Regions from separate parts of the Mus musculus genome. Here region 1 is linked to region 2. A link is a contact called in public Hi-C data. All regions are on one chromosome and are shown on one strand. Each heading gives the region's core, a stretch centred on a gene start, on an enhancer-like site or on the middle of the called end of the contact. The rest is flanking DNA. Distances are from core to core; before and after follow the strand shown. Region 1 overlaps Mmd (monocyte to macrophage differentiation-associated). Region 2 has its middle 38 kb from the start of Gm42089.

What was found. Hi-C and Micro-C count contacts between places; a contact is called where the count stands out from the background.
Region 1: a Hi-C map of rod photoreceptor shows a contact between it and region 2, with 3 times the contacts expected there. The contact joins two enhancer-like sites. A contact is called at or near these places in 9 of 39 promoter capture datasets (the C10 cell line, the HPC-7 cell line, HPC-7-derived erythroid cells and 5 more), 31 of 484 Hi-C or Micro-C datasets (3T3-L1-derived adipocytes, the AML12 cell line, B cells and 23 more), 7 of 115 datasets of contacts at active chromatin or transcription factors (bone marrow-derived dendritic cells, cardiomyocytes, effector CD8 T cells and 3 more) and 2 of 9 other capture datasets (adipose tissue and liver).

Annotation. Positions count from the first base shown.
Region 1 is chr11:90,275,008-90,277,707 of GRCm38.p6, reverse strand. It overlaps Mmd (monocyte to macrophage differentiation-associated), which reads right to left. Exons shown (of 7, transcript NM_026178.2): 7 at 1-1,045. The coding sequence ends at 845. Among named protein-coding and RNA genes, the nearest start is that of Mmd, 27 kb to the right of the region's middle. Within about 2 kb of position 1,332, at least 12 of the 459 cell types and tissues checked have an H3K27ac peak or open chromatin away from gene starts, as enhancers often do. A contact at or near this core is called in rod photoreceptor, where this site is marked.
Region 2 is chr11:90,186,220-90,188,919 of GRCm38.p6, reverse strand. No RefSeq gene overlaps it. Among named protein-coding and RNA genes, the nearest start is that of Gm42089, 38 kb to the left of the region's middle. Within about 2 kb of position 1,284, at least 2 of the 459 cell types and tissues checked have an H3K27ac peak or open chromatin away from gene starts, as enhancers often do. A contact at or near this core is called in rod photoreceptor, where this site is marked.

The sequences.
Region 1 (2,700 bases), core at 83-2,582, 89 kb before region 2:
GGCAAAGGCATGTAGCGAAGTTATGTCTTCTGAAAAAGTGGATGGTATCAAAACACTACTGTCTTACTCCTGGTGGCCCACACCAGTCATGGATGTCAGCCCAAAGCAGCACTGAGTTCAGGGTTAGAGATTGGCAGAAAAGGTTGGAAAAAACTGCAGTGTTTCTAAAAAATTGGCAAGTTCTCCACACTTAATAAAACTGCCAGAAGAGGTATAATGTTTGTTCGTGGAATGTTGACCGTTTGCTGCAAAAACCTCGCATGGATGAGGAGCCAGTGGGGGTGTGCGTCAATGGAATCGTTTCTTTAAAAATTTACAAAAGAACTAAAGCCTCCTTTTTAAAAAATAACCATGTTATGTCAAGATGAAACATGGTAAAAAGTAGTGTTCAGTTTCCATGATTCTTTTACACAGTGAACGGGAAACGTGATAGAAACAACTTTGGGTTTTCTTAAAAAGGAAGTTGTATTACTATTGCACTGACTTTGACAACCTGACCTACTTAATTTAGAAAAAAATCATCGTAGTTAAAATCTGTAAAAGAAAAATACAAAAATTTCTGGTTTGTAAACATCAGTTGGCCAAGTCTCTCCCGAGTCCTTCATGATAGTGGAATGGAATGAAGAATTGATTCACTACCTCATCTGTTGCCTGTGAAGAGGAAAACTCCGAGACACAGCTTTTATACTTTCACAGTAATTATATTAAAAAAAAATTAAAACGAAGTCAGTGCAAGTTTGCTCACTCTTCTTCTGTGTGCGACATTCAGTTCTCCCCCCGCCCCTCCCCCCACCCAAGTGCCTCCATCGTGATAATACTGATTTGAAAACCTAGCACAGACTGGTCATAAATGCCGAATAAAGTCTGTGGGACTTCGGTACAGGTATTTCCAAATGGCATAGTAGTGTACGGCAGCTGCCGTGGCCACAAACAGGTGCCAGATGGCATGGGCGAACGGAATGATGCCATCGCTCTTGAAGAACACAACTCCCAAGCAGTAAATCAATCCCCCACAGGCGAGCTCCTGAAGTCCGTCAGTGTTATTCTGTCAACAGAGATGGGAGGGTGGGGGAAGAAGATCTGATGTTACTCTGATGTGAGTTACTGCCCTTGCCCCTCCCTCCCCCCCAAGAAATCTCCTGGTTTTCTGAACAGTTAAAATCGCAGTGAACAACATCCTTATCTGTAAACAGAAAGCAACTGTAAATGCCTCACCAGCTTGACCCTCTCGATCTACAGACATGGATCCGATCATTGCACACATTATAGGCTCCACAAGACAGTGCTAATTCTGCTCATTTAACTGTGCCTAAGCAGATTGTAATCATGGTTAGCCGTGACGTGCCTGCCAAGGCTGAGTGACCTTCATGTACCAGATTACCCCTTGGAAGCCTCCTTCTCCATCTGACAGGCCCAAGAAACTGGTTTATAATTTATATCTTAGCCAGGCTTGCTGCACGCCTTCACCTCCCTCTCACCACATGTACCGATTGGGTTTTTCTCCCTCTGATCTTTGCAGCATGTACGAATTAAGGGAGTCTTTACTACTGACAAGGGACACATCACACTGTCTTAGGGATATCCTAATTTGCCCCATGCTTCTGGGTGTTAAATCTAAGTCCTATATGTTTTAAGTCAAAAGCAAGATTTTTTTTTTTGTTAAGGCTGTCTCGAGAGATCCAAAGACCCAGACCCATGTACAGAGTAAACTATAAAGAGACTGGTGCTGCAGGGGAAGGGGCGGTGCCCGAGGGAGAAGCAGAGGCCAAACCAAGAGGGTAGCCAGCCCTTAGAAGGGAACAAGAATGCAGACAGCTGGGTGCGAATGCCAGCAGCCTTGGAGCTAGTCCATGTGGCCCAATGGTCCCAGTGGCCAAGTCAGGCAAAAGCAAGAGGAAATTCCTGCTCAGCCATCTGTAGGAAGGAGCCCACGGGCCTCGCCAGAAGCAGTAAGAAGATGGAGCTGAAGGCCGCTGGGAGGACACAGGGTCCAGTGTGATGATCAACCCTATTTCCAACATTCCCATTAACTTCAGGGTTTTATAGGGTTAAAAGATTAGGAAGGAGGCAACTCAAAATAACCTATACCAAATTTTCTTTTCTTGGTAAGAAGAGACTTGATCAACTAGACATTGATTACAATGTTAAAAAAAAAATCTAAGACCAGAAACTTCAAGCCAATTAGTCATACAGTTGTACTGCTGCATACAGGTTACAGGGCTACCAACACCGATCATTCAACATTTCTTGGATGTGCATTAGGGATGCTTGTCCCCTCCTTACTCTCTTGCTCTTTTCCTTTCTTCCTCTCTTTCCTCTCTGTCCCTTCTCTCCCCACTCCCCTCCCCCCTCTCTTCACATTCTCCCTCCCTTCTCCTTCTCCTCCTCCTTCCTCCCTCTCTCCCCATCTTTCTCCCTCCCTTCCTCCCCCCTCCTGCTTTTCTGTCTCTACTACCCCCTCAAGTCTCCTCCCCATGCCCTAAATAACCTCTATTTCATACTGTATCTCTGTGAGGATGGTGCCTCAGGGGAAGGGATACCTCAGCATGGGCCCGCAGAGGCACCCTGATCCCCCAGATCATATGGAGCCTCTACCAAACATATCCCTGGCCTGCCTCTCTCTCTCTCTCTCTCTCTCTCTCTCTCTCTCTCTCTCTCCCCCTTCCTTCCTTTCTTTTCTTCCTTCCTTTCTTTTTTTTT
Region 2 (2,700 bases), core at 35-2,534:
ACAGGGTCTCTCACTGAGCCTGACCCTGGAGCTCCCTGAGTCCTGCTAGAGCAGGTGATCACGTCCCAGGGGTCCTCCTGTCTTTGGGGTTCCAGGCCCATGGTACCACACCCATCTTTCACATCAGTGCTTGGGATGGGAACACAGGTCCCCTGCTCTTGTAGGCAGTGCTTTTCTGAATGAGCTCTTTCCAGTCACAAGAGACGAAACTTTCTGACGAGAAAGTACACATATAAACTGGGCTGATGTTCATCGCAGCAGGACTAAGTGTTAAACGTTACCTCAAATACTTTTAGAGAACGGATTCATCAGAAACTGAAATTTTCAGTTGACCTCATCACTAGACCTGAGGTATGAAGAGGTAGGTCAATCTGGCCTTGGCCGCACAGCTTGTATTGGAAGAGAAATGGAATGTGATGGGCCGTCACACACAGAGACATAATACCCTGAAGTCTGTGTGCGTAGGCGTGATTCCTTAAAAATAACGACGTTGTATAGACTTGAATTAGTTTCATTATGTATTATACACACACCTTATCCACCCTACGTGTCTTTTAAACCTTATTCAACGTCCACCCCTCGGAGCTTGAAGGTCCTAGTAACCAGCCTCACTCTGAAACATGAGTGCTGAGATCTCGCATTTGGAGAACAAGTGTTGCGTGCTGAGCCTTTAGAGTGTCTTACCTTAAACAGTTGTTTTATTCACAAGGAGAGTGACCAGAGCGCAGATAGTAAGACAGAGCCTCTGTTTCCTCAGCCAATCAGGATGTCCATGTATTTGGAGAGCACAGGAGCCACAGTGGGGACAGTTGTTTTCTGCTGCATTTGTTGGTCTCTACCCAGTGTCCGTTCCCCAGTCTCACACCACCGTGCTTTTCTTCCCTAACGGAGCAGGATCCTTCAAGTGAAGGCTGGGTCCCCTTGCCCAGTGGGATGCATGAGCACTGTGCTGAGTTACCACCACTCGGATGGAAGGCTGGGCATTCAGTGTGCTCTCCGGCGCATACTCCTTACTGGGATCCTTGCCCCGGCAGTCATACAGCACACAGGAGACGAGGAACACCAAGAGCAAGATGACGTAGCTTGCGACCAGGATGATGAGGTTCAAGGTGACAGGGTCGATCTCCAGGTAGAACTCCATCCCCTCTCCCACAGTGGGGAAGCGTGTCTAGAGAAAGGCATTTGGGGTCAGTTTGGACATCGCAGGGAGTAAACACAAGGGCTACATTGACTCTGGAATAAAAATACAGTAATCTCCACTGCTCCGGGAAACCTCGGGGATTAGAGCTGCTCAGTTTAATAACTTAAGCTCTTTCGGTTAATACCTTAGCCACTGACACTGGAGAGAGGAGTGTGGGAGGGAGATGGAGAGGGAATGAGGAGAGAGAGAGAGAGAGAGAGAGAGAGAGAGAGAGAGAGAGAGAGAGAGAGAGAGAAAGAGAGAGAGAGAGAGAGAGAGATAGATTTGAGCAAAAGTGTTGCTAATGAGGGCATAGCCACTAACCTGGATTGTCAGAAAGCCATGACATGTGTCCCATTGCTGGCCTTTACCTCATGAAAGCTTAATGTGAGTTATGGAGTGATATGGGGTGCCACGCCTTGGGGATTTGCATCAGCATTGTTTTCTTGTTTGTTTTATTTTTGTTTTTGTTTTTGCTTTTGTTTTTGTTTTTCAATCAGGAGTTAAGTAACAGTGCCCAGTAGGTAGATTTGCTGTGGTGGTTTGAATAAGAATGGTCCCCACAGAGGCCTGTGTTTGAATAATTGGTCTTCTTTTGGTAGAACTGCTTGGGAAGGACTGGAGGTGTGTGGCCTTGTATGAAGAGGTGAATCACTGGGAGTGGGTTTTAAAGTTTCAAAAGAGTCAAGACATTCCAAGTGTGCCTCTGTCCACCTTATTTATTTATTTATTTATTTATTTATTTATTTATTTATTTATTTATCCACCTCTTGCTTGTGGCTCAGGATGTGACTTTTAAGTGTCCCAGATGCCATAGCAATTCCTGATGCTGGTGCATCGCCATCACGGATTCTGATCCCTGGAAAACGTTAGCTCAATTAAATATTGTGTTTTATAATCTGCCTTGGTCATAGCGTTTGTCAGAGCAATGGGAAGATAATTTAGATATCACCATCCTTCATATTTTTTTTCTTTTCACTTGTCAGTCTAAATATCCTTCTGAAACAGCTCCTAGGTTTCCTGATCTTCATGAATGGAATTGTTTCATAGTTCTGGAGAGAGAACAGATATTAAACAGTTCATTGCACAAAGCATCATTTAAGGGTAATGGGGTGGGCTGGAGTCATGGCTCCACAGTTAGGGCACTTGTTGCTCTTGAAGAAGAACTGAGTTCAGTTCCCAACACCCATGCTGAGTGACTCACAACTGCCTGTAATTGAAGCTCAGGGAGATGTAGTGCCTCTGGCTTTGAGGGCACGTGTACTTGTGTGTACGTTTTCACACACAGGCATACACATGTATATATAATTAAAAATAAGGCTTAAAATGTAAAAGATAGAGGTTAGGAATACATTTATATATGGACTAGAATAAGTTATTCCTTTATTTATAAATTTTCCTACCTCACTTGAAGTCCTGTCCCATAATTACCCGGCTTCTCTTCCTTATGACTGACACAGATGCTCAAGCCTCTTCCTAGAAAGCTCCGTTGTTGTCATTTTGAAATTATTTGTATTGGG